2 separate regions of the Urocitellus parryii genome follow, and region 2 is linked to region 1. The links are chromatin contacts, called in public Hi-C maps. All regions are on one chromosome and are shown on one strand. The core of a region is the stretch at or near the end of the contact, and the rest is flanking DNA. Distances in the headings are between cores, read along the strand shown.

Region 1 (5,491 bases), core at 1,646-4,145:
CCCTCAGGATCTCTTTGGGTGCTTCTGTGTGAGCTCTGGAATTTTCCTTAGCCAAGTAGAGAAGCCAACCCTTTTATGTGCAGTTACCTTGAACCATGACCCTGCAGAGATTGGTCTTCTGACATTCTAGTTCTCCTGACATGAATCTTTAATTTCTTTAAAGAAGTCTTTATCTGTCTTTGTCTAAGAATTACTAAAAAGTCCAGAAGGGGCAGGCAACTGAGGCAAGCTGGACCTCCTTTCATGTTCCCTATACTCCCTTTAGGTTCTTTTCAGGTTGTAGAGCTCTAAGGAATAAGACAGCAAGAATGTCAGGGAGTGTTAAGGATGGTTTCTTCATTTTTAAAGTTTATTAAAGCATGGTTTCTTCATTTTTAAAGTTTATTTAATTGATTTTTAAATTTACTTTTTAAAAATATTTTGTTTTAATAAATTAATAAACATTCTTTCCTGAAGGTGCTCTCTAACCACACAGTTATGCCTCACTGCTCAGTAATTTTTCAGATAATCCCTTAAGAATTCCTTACTCCCTTGTACTTTGGATAACCTCACACAAAAAATCAGTCTACAATACTAGGGACTGTTTATTGTTACCTAACTATTTCAATGTGTTGCATCAAGAACATTTAGCAAGAGAGTCAAAAAATTTAATCTTTTTGGTAAAGTTCAATTAACTACAAGGCATTATTTTTTAAGATCAATGTTAAAACTGAAAGTAGTAATGCTCCAGATAAGTTGGATACTGAACCAAAGAACTCCAAGAAACAAACTATAGAAATACTGGGTTGATTCTGGTTTTCCCCCCAATTTAAATATCATTTTTTAAACTAAAAACAAACAAACAAACAACATAGCTGGAAATAACCTAAACACCCATCAAAAGAGGACTTTTTAAATAAATCAGTAAATTCAGCAAGTAGATGCCTACACAAAATGAAATAGAGTTCTATATTTCCAGGGAAAAGATATCCCAGATATAAAGTGAAAACACTTTGACGCAGAGTACATATATGATTGCATATAACACAAAATATATACGTATATGTGCTTGTACATAAATAAACATTTCTAGAAGGAAACACATTGTTCCTCTATAAAGAACAGGGCTGAGACAGGGAATGAGAGACAGGGAATGAGAGAAAGCTTTGTGTTTTATTTTATGTACTTCTATCTGTCCTGAGTTTTTCATTGTTTAAAAAACCTTTTGCAGGCTTCAAAATGGGTTCTGATTGTGAGGTAAAGGTCAACACTTTTGCTAAGAAAAAGAAAAACTTTAAGAAAACTTTTAAAAAATAGTCTTTTAGAGAAAGAATTTACATACCACAAATTCAAGCAAAGTAAAGTCTGGATTTTGCACTGAGTTTTCTGGCTTTATTTGGCAAGCAAAACAAAACTACTTTTTATGTGATCAAGCATAAGGATACCTTTTGTGTTTAAGAAGGCTCTGGGGGTATCAAAATCTAAGCCACTGCTCAAAAATTACTCAGCAGTGACTACAACGAGGGTAAATAATCTTGGCCTTGAGCTTACAAGAGAAAGGTCAGAACTACAAGATCCCATAGAGCTTAACTAAATGGGGGTGGGGTAAGAAAAAGAGCAAGACCTGGCAGGGCTCTGCCAATTTTCCATGTTCAAGGGACCCGTGAAGAAGAAGCTCAGCTAGAAAGACCCTCAGAAGCAGCTGCGACCAGACTGGAGGTGCCTCTCAAACAAAGCAAGGTGGTTTCTTTTTATTTTTGAACTCAGTGAGTGTCCGAATTCACGAATGCCCTCCCCCACCCCCACGCAACCTACCCAAAACAGCCGGCGGAAACTGGAGTTTTCGGGGTTGTCAGCTGCCAGAGATCTCCTATCCCCGCGGCGGGAGGAAAACGCCGCGCCCGCTTCCTAGGACCGCATCCGGGCTCGAATCCCCCGCCTCGGCCCCTCCGCCCGCAAAACCCGACCCGGGCGACAGCGCTCCGCCGACCCCGTGGCCTGGGCTCCCACCTGTGCCTTGAAGCATATTTTGTCGGAGCAGGTCCCCGCTGGAGAGGTGCTTCAGCTCGAAGTGTTTGGTGATGCGCGAGGACACGGTGCCCTTGCCCGAGCCCGGAGCCCCCATGATCACTGCGCGCACTAGCCGCGCGGAAGCCCCCATGGCCGCTGACAGAGGACGAGGCAGGGCGGACAGCGGGACTGCGGCCTGGCCTGCGCGCTCACCGGCTTCGCGGCCCGGGACGGCCGGTTGGAAGCGCTGCAAGCAGGCGGCGGCCCCGGCACCCACGCTCTCCCGGAAGTGAGCGACAGCCACCGGGCCGCCCCGCCCGCGGCCGCCGGCTTCAGCGCCCGCCCCTCGACGACCCCGGCGCGCCCCCTCCTCGCAGCCGGCCCTGGCCAGCCAGCGCTACCCGCGCTCCCTAGACACTCCCTCGGCGACCTTGGGAATCCCTAAGGTCTCAGCGGCGCCCTGCGCTCCTCGGCGCTGCTTCCCCATCTGCGCCCTCCGCTCTGCTCCGCTCCTTTGGTGGCATTCTTTTGCTCCCTTCGGCCTCCTGGTCGACTCCTATAAAACCCCCTGCTCCCGTCACATCCAGCCCCGAGCCTTGGCCCGTCCCTCGACCACTGCGCCTGTCCTGCCAGGTCCCCCTGATAGACCGCGTTTCTCTCCCTTCACCCTTGGCAACTTCTAGGCTCCCCCTTTCTACCTCTGGTTGCCCCTTGACGCCTCTTGGTTGCGGAACTCCACTTACTCCCCCTCGCCCCTTTTGCAGCCCTAGCCTCTTCCTAGTCCATGCCAGCCCCTGACCTGCCCAGTCCCAGCCTCATAAACCGTGCCTTCTTCGGGCTCCTTTGGCAATGTCTGCTGTCCCACCAGGTGCCTTCTCGCACCCTCCACGCCACGCCAAGTTCTCCTGGCTCTCTGGAGTCTCGGCTTTCCCTCCCACTCTCTTTTACTTCCCTTCTCTACCTTCTTCCTCCTCTGCCCTGGGAAAGCATCTGTGTAAATAAAATGACAGTGACTGATAATGAGCGCCTCCCTCCCTCCTCAGTTCAGTTTTTGAGGGACTTTAAGGCACACATCTAGTGAAAGATGTCTCTTGCCTTCTTGGATGAAATGTTCAGAATCAAAAGCAGCTGCTACTTTATGGAGTCCAAAAGTATTGATTTCTCAGGCAACATTATATGCCTTCAGAAACGCTTTCATTCTGCCTCATTATTTTCATTTCATTTCCTACTATGTGCCACTGTTCTTAGGGAGCTCTAAGAATGCTGTGGTTGACAAGGAGTTTTAAAGCCCTTGAAGTTTAAAGTCTAGCAGTGGAAGCAGATCATAACCAGGAAACAAATGAGCAAGATAATTTGAAATAATGTAAAATAAAATAGAATGTGTGGAAGTGTGGAGGGAGGTTGTTTTAGATCTGGCAGGTCAGTCATTTGCTGTGACTACTGAGTTGGAATATGGAGGGAAAATGACACAGGGCCAGAAAGAAGGCCCTACAATGGAATATTTCACATGTTCCGATAATAGAAATATGAGACAAATATATGAGTAGCATTTTACCTGGTAAAAAGGGCATGGAAACTAATGTGAAATGGTTAAAATAATGTGTGTAAAGTTTTTAGTACAATACCAGCTACAAGGGAAAATGTTCAATAAAGACTGTCCATTGTCCACTTATTATCTTTGTACTGGGACAAAAGGCAAAAATAAGGCTCTGACTACATAAATGCAGTGCTATCCTTCTCAGAGGTTGCCAAATGAATCGTTCAAAACTGCTTTCAATTTTGAAAAAGAAATTGTTTCAGATACGATGGCAAGGGCGGTCATGTTCAGAAAGGAATTCTGAGATGAATGATCAGACAAGGAAATTTCAATAAGTGGACAGCCCTGTATTTACAAGAAAATTAGTTCATGTGTGTTTGTTACTACGCAAATGGAAAGAAAAATAAATTAATTAAATATTCAATTCACATAGTTTGAAAAAGGACATTCTAATGACTCCAGGAAAGCAAAGGAAGGGCTTAAGTAAATAACATATAGAATTAAAAAATGAATAAAAATGTCTGGACAAGTATAAATTATGCAATACTATAAAACTTCAAAGTGTGGGAAAGTACTTCTAATCTCCAAAGCTAGGAACATTTGAGATTCCAGTGCCAAAAGAGACTTAAAAAAAAAAAAAAGTTATTGCGAAATTGGACTTAGAAAAAAAAGATCAAACAAAAAATAACTGAGGAATCATCCTGTCACTATGGGGTGAGGTAAGAGATGGTATGCAACTTGTGGTCACAGTTAAAAGGCCCACATACATCAACTAACTTTGACTAAACAAGCTAAAGCTTGTTGATTAAAACTGAGTTAGTGACTGCCAAACCAGGAACTCTCTTGGCAACTAAGCTTTTCATGGTCATTTCATCACACTCAGGCATTTGTATGGGTTTGTTTACTGTTTAATTTGCTCCAATGGTAATAACAATTCAAAATTAATACACATACCAATTTACCTTTTTTTAAAAAATTTAGTTGTAGATGGACACAATACCTTATTTTATTTATTTATTTTTAAGTGGTGCTGAGGATGAAACCCAGTCCATTACACATGCCAGGCAAGCGCTCTACCACTGAGCCACAACCCCAGCCCTCCAATTTACTTTTTAATCTAGCAAGGGGTGCCCAAACTATATAAGACCAAGTGTTTATACAGACTTATTTAAATTAAATAAAGCCAAGAAAGAGTGTTTACCCATAGTAGGCATTCAACAAATGTCTTAATTGAATGCTAAGAATTATTGTTTTAGCCAAGTGCAATGGCACATGCCTGTAATCTCAATGACTCAGTAGGCTGAGGCAGGAGGATTGCAAGTTTGAGGTCAGCCTCAGCAATTTAGTGAGGCCCTAAGCAACTTTGTGAGACCCTGTCTCAAAATAGAAACATAAAAAGAGTCGGGTATGTATCTCAGTGGCAAAGCAACCCTGGGTTCAAACCCCAGTACCCAGAAAAAAAAAAGAGGGAATTAATGTTTAATCACATTGTAGACTGGAAGATTTAAGAGCTCTAGAATGTACAGCAAAGGGCAGGGATTATGGATATATGTCATAGATTGAATTGTATCTCCCCAAAAGACAGATACATTGGGATTGCCTAGTACCTCAGAACATGACTTTATTTGGAAGTAGAGTTGTTATAGTATAATTAGTTAAGATGAGGTCATATTGTAGTACAGTCAGCCCTTAACCCTATATGATATAAAGACCCAGGAGGAGAATGCCAGGTGATGTTGGAGTCACAGACGAGTTAAATAGCTGCAATCCAAGGAACACCAAAGATTGCTGGCAACACCAGAAGCCAAGAGAAAGACAGGAAACTGATTTTTCCCCCAGAGCATTTAAGAGAGAGGGGGGGCCCCTGCTGACACCTGGATTTTGGCTTGTAGTCTCCAAAATTACTAGAAAATAACTTTCTATTGTTTTAAGCCTCCCAGTTTGTGGTAATTTGATGTGGCAGCC
Region 2 (5,285 bases), core at 1,428-3,927, 240 kb after region 1:
CTGTGAATAGTGAAAGAGCCGAATTGGCATCCGAGTGGAAAGCACATGATACTAAAATTCTTGTGGCATTGAGTACTCAGCCAAAAGAGTTTGCCTTAGGACTATTACACCATTTTATGCTTGTTCTGTAACTAGTGAAGGTGACAGTCAATGAACAATTAATCAGAAGCTCCATTACACAAAAGTAGAAAGCAAAAAAGGTACTTTTTCCTCCTTCAAGTGGACAGTTATATCAATGCTCAGTGGGAGGCAGTGTTAGGTGTGGCTGGCAAAAAAGAAAATTCTGCATGCCTATAATCTCAGCTACTCAGGAGGCTGAGGAAGGAGGATCATAAGTTTGATGCCAGCCTGGGCAACATAGTGAGACCATGTCTCAAGATAAAAGATAAAAATGACTGGGTGTAGCTCAGTGGTAGGGCTCTTACTTGCCTAGTATGTGTGAGGCCCTGGGTTCAATTCCCAGCATGTTAGCAATAATAACAAAAAAATTATTCTCAAGGCTTGTAGGATGGCATATTAGTTTTGTAGACTGCAGAAGTAAAGTGCTACAAATTTGGTGTCTTAAATCATAATTTAAAAAAAATATCTATTTTTTTAGTTATAGGTGAACATAATGTCTTTATTTTACTTTATGTAGTGCTGAAGATTGAACCCAGTGCCTCACGCGTGCGTGCTAGGTGAGCGCTCTACCTCTGAGCCACAACTCCATCCCTAAGTCATAAATATTTATTCTTTCATAGTTCTGAGGCTAGACTTCCTAAATCAAGGTGTTGGTGGGTCCATGGGCCCTCTGAATCCTCTAAGGGGTATCCTTCATCTCTTCTTGCAATCTCATCATCAACATTAGCTTGCTTAGTTTATTGTATGACTAGTACCCCAAGGAGCAACTGTACTGGTGTAGTTGCAAAAAGGAATTTTTTACAAATAACATTAATTTTCCCTATCTCCCATTTGCATAAGAGAAAGCCAGTGTCCTTCAAGATAATATGTATCTGGACATTCTGGCCCAGGCTTGTTCTCATAACTTGGCAGGGTTTTTGGAAAAAGAAAGGGGCATTCACGGACATGGTCTCTTACTGTCCCCCTTTTCCTTAAGTATCATACAGGCACTTAATAGTTATGCTTAAGGGTTTAAAAATACTGTTTAATCTTAAAAGTATCTCTTCAATGTGTGTATATACAAGTATGCAATAACAAACCCCATCAATAATTACAACTGTAATGCAACAATAGAAAAATGTGGAAAAGAAACTAAAACAAGTCTCTTCAAGCAAGAGAAATGTTATTATCCTGACTAATGAGGAAAGAGAAGCTTTGATTAAAACCTGCGTTGTTTGGACTGTCAAGTGTAATTTCTTAAACAATTGGTCATGGATTTTCAACCATGGTTTTATATCAAAACTACCCAAGAACTTAAAAGAAAATATAGAAGCCAAGACCCCATCTCCCACTTGACTAAGTCAAGTTTTGTTGCAGGTATGGGCTTGGATGAAGCATGTAAGATCCTCTGCTGCCATGCTCTCCCATAGTGGAAAGACAGAATCTTGCCACGTGAATCCATACAGGGTGCCATAATTGACAACTAGCTGCTTGTTTTAAACTGTAAATGTGGCTATATAATCAGTTTTGAATCCAAATGTGTTAACCATCTAGTTAACATTTCTTATCTCCATATTGAGTGAATGACTTCAAAGACTTGATCAAATTCTTTAGAATTCTCCTTTTTCATTATTAAAGAACAAGGGTAGATTTCTAAATGTTTGCAAATTTCGAGATATATTACTAGGAACTATCTAAAGAGCTCCAAAATCCCCTAATACACAGAGTAAAAAGAGATCAACATTCCAGCATAGCATTGGCTTAAAATCATATAGTAGGGAGGAGAGAGACTTTTTCTCTCTGAATAACACTAAGCAAGTTACTTCATCTATCAGTGTGGGTAGGTAGAGAATTTCTCAATTTCTCGTTTTGTAAGTTTATGGATAATATATTTTGCTTGTCCACCTTATCTTCCATACCCAAATTTCTAATATAAAAAAGAAATTCCTGCTGGGCATGGTGGCACATGCTTGTAATCCCAGTGACTTGGGAGGCTAAGGCAGGAGGATTTTAAGTTCAAAGGTAGCTGAAGCAATTTAGCAAGGCCCCAAGCAACTTGGTGAGATCCTGTCTCAAAAAAGAAAGAAAAGAAATGGACTGAGGATGTGTCTCAGTGGTAAAGTGCCTCTGGATTCTATCCCCAGTACAAAAAAAAAAGTCCCCCCCCCAAAAAAAAATTCCTGAATATTCACTAGTTCCAAACCTCTTTTCCTGGAAAACAGGGTGGGAGACAGTAACAGACATTTCCAAATTGAATAACACATCATTGCAAAATATAGGAACATCATTTATTACCATGATACATGCACATAGTTTCAGAGTTCTAAACTTATTTTTTTCTTCAGGAAAGATAATCTTTTCCCACAGTTCTGTTGTTTCTAATTTTAACAATGACTTTATGGCCATCTTCAGCACTTCTTTGTGTGGGTTTGTGTTCCAGCCTTTACCTCAGCAAGAGTTTTTGTTTATAGAAAAGGGAAATCTCATGGTGGTTGTTGTTTGTAATTTCAGCCTTAATATTTTAGGCAGATTTTAGTTTTGCTATTGAGTAAATACTCCAGTTTCTAACAAAAAAAAAGGAGCTCCAGCATATTTTGCTTATAAGACACTACCCACAGGTATGCAATATCCCTGTAAATTTTCCCACCTCACATCTTATGAGAAAACAATGGCTCTAGTTCATTATTTAAAGGAGTCAGTGTGAATTCAAGTCATTTCATATCCTGCTATCATTTGCTCAGAGATCTTCTGCAATGGGTCGTATGTAGGAAGAAATGCAGGGGTTGCACTGATGAAGTTTATTTAAAGGAACACATACAAGATAGATCTGAATGGCAACATCGTTTATGTAAGGGGAAACAGAAACCATAAGTGCATCACTTCATTCAGGTGGACAAAATACACTCTGGTACTCAACAAAGCCTTTTGCCTCACCTCTTACCACTGTCCCCTCCTTCACTGTCATCCAGTCACAATGACTTATTTCCTGGTCTTTCAACTTGCCAAACACACTCCCTTCTTAGGGTCTTTGTTTTTGCTAGTCCCTCTACCTTAAACTCTTCGTGGAATGTCACATTCTCATTCTACAGAACTTTGCTGAAATGTTGTTAACTCTAACAAGTCTTTTTTGGCCTCCATAAAATAAGTCCCCCTCACTTTTTACTCCTTTAGTATTATTTTTCTTAGGGGCAATTACACACCCAGTACATTACACATTCAAAGCATACTTTGTCACTTGTGTGAAACGACAGGCTCCAACCTGACAAGGAAATGCGGGTTGCCTTTATCTAGGACCCAGTAGGCAACAGGTAAATGTTTCAATGAATGAATAAGGCTCTTAACAGAAGTTTTCTCTTCTTTCGCTGTGAGCCTAATTCTACCCTCTCCCTTTTTCAGCAGAGGTGGCTCACTGGAGTCAGGGGTTCATTCGGGATTGTATTGCCACCAAACAGCGCCTGTGATCCAGTTGTTCCGACCCTTGAGGCCCAGAGCCTGGGTAAGGACGGGTCTGCAGTCCCCGGAACGTGAAAGCGAAAGCAGAAGGGGACAACGTGCACTGGAGGGGAAACTCTCCGTGCGGAGGCAGCCCTTCCTCCTTTGGTGCCAGCCTGCGTGCAGTGGGGCCTTCCCAGCCCGGCTGACTCATTCCCAGCCGCCTTCACGGCGGGCGGCGGCCACATACACGCCCATCTGGGGAGTGCCGGGACCAGTGCTGACACCGAGCCCCTGCCAGGCCCCGGCGCTCAGCGAGCCGCCGCTACCTTAACTTCCTCGCGCGCTCACGCCGGGGGTTGCCCCGGGAATCTCCACGCGCGCACACCAGCTTCCCGAGAGGCCTCGGTCCTGCGTGGCCCACCCTTTCCAAACCCCGGCGAGCGCCAGGAAAAGCGCAGCCCGCCGAGCGGCGCACGCGCAGTCAGGAGAGAGTCCCGCTGCCTCCTCGGCCCTGCCAGGAGCCTGCCTTAGTCCGCCGCCAACTGGCGGTTCGACTCGAGGCCAACGCGGAGGCTGAGTCCGACGCAAACAGGGCGTCCTAAGCAGTGTCGCCTACGGCGCTGAGAAGACGGTGTGGCTCGGGAAAGGGTGGAGACAACGTCTGTGACGGGCTTCCCGGCTGCCCAAAGTGGGAGTGGTGTGGGCTGCAGGAAGGAGAGAGGAAGAAGAGCCGAAGGGGGCAGCAGCGGCCGCCGCTAACGGCCTCCCGCGGCGCTGACAGGCTAGGCGGGCGCCCGGCGCTCTCCGGAGTTCGCGCCGCCGTGTCAGCCACCTCAGGCCCGTGGGCCCCTGAGCCTGGTCTTGCGGCACCCGTCGGGGCGGAGGGCTGCCGCGGCGCGGGGACAGGCCGGGTCCTCGCCGCCGAGGGATGTGAGTGGGAGCCGAGCCCGCACGGGAGGGCCCGCGAGGGCCCAGCCTGGCGGACGCTCGGACCCGTGTTGGGTCCCGGGCTTCGCAGACCTTGGCCCACCGGAGGCACCGTGAAGGAGCAACTCTTTAGGGCTTGAGGACAGTCCCTTGTCGCCCGATCCGCGCAGCCGGTGGGTGTTGTCGCTGCCTGGCGTCTAGATGAGGGCAGCAGTTGTCTCTCCAACCCCTTACCACCTCGCGATCCCCGACTCCCCCCCACCCCACTCCGGCCAGTGGCAGTGAACTTTGCCAGAAAATCTTCCTCTTTAAGACAAAACCGAGGACGGAATGCCTTGCTGTTGATATTTGCATCCGTGTGTCCCTCATAGTCTCTCCCTCCTTACTTGTCCCTCTTTAACATTTTTGAGACATCTAAACATCCTAGAAAAGAGCATCTATTTCCCCTGGATTTCTGCGGTAGTAACAGCTGCTTCTATTTTTAGGTTTCAGAAGCAGGCAACGGGAACAAGATGTGAACTGTTTCTCTTCTGCAGAAAAAGAGGCCCTTCCTCCTCCTCCCGCGACAGTGGTTATGATATCCTGGCTGCTGTCCTCTATTGCTGCAGTAAGGTGAGGGTGTAAAGGCGAGCTGTGTGTGCGTAGGAAGGTTGGATGCCTGTGTAGACAGGCAGGGCTCCTCTTGCTTACTCTGAAAATGGCAGAGCTGAACTTTTAATGTTGGCTTGGGACAATAATTTTGAGATGTTTATTGTTGCTCTTAGATATTTCAAGAAACATTTCTTGTTGGTCTTAAAAGTAACATGGCTTTGCAGAAAAAAGCA

The links. Hi-C and Micro-C count contacts between places; a contact is called where the count stands out from the background.
Region 2: a contact with region 1 is called in a Hi-C map of muscle, with 5 times the contacts expected there. The contact joins the promoter of Jak2 here to the promoter of Ak3 in region 1. A contact is called at or near these places in 2 of 2 Hi-C or Micro-C datasets (liver and muscle).

Annotation. Positions count from the first base shown.
Region 1 is chr4:147,724,936-147,730,426 of mUroPar1.hap1, forward strand. It overlaps Ak3 (adenylate kinase 3), which reads right to left and starts at 2,896. Exons shown (of 5, transcript XM_026414254.2): 1 at 2,818-2,896.
Region 2 is chr4:147,968,788-147,974,072 of mUroPar1.hap1, forward strand. It overlaps Jak2 (Janus kinase 2), which reads left to right and starts at 2,678. Exons shown (of 25, transcript XM_077797026.1): 1 at 2,678-4,165; 2 at 4,947-5,073.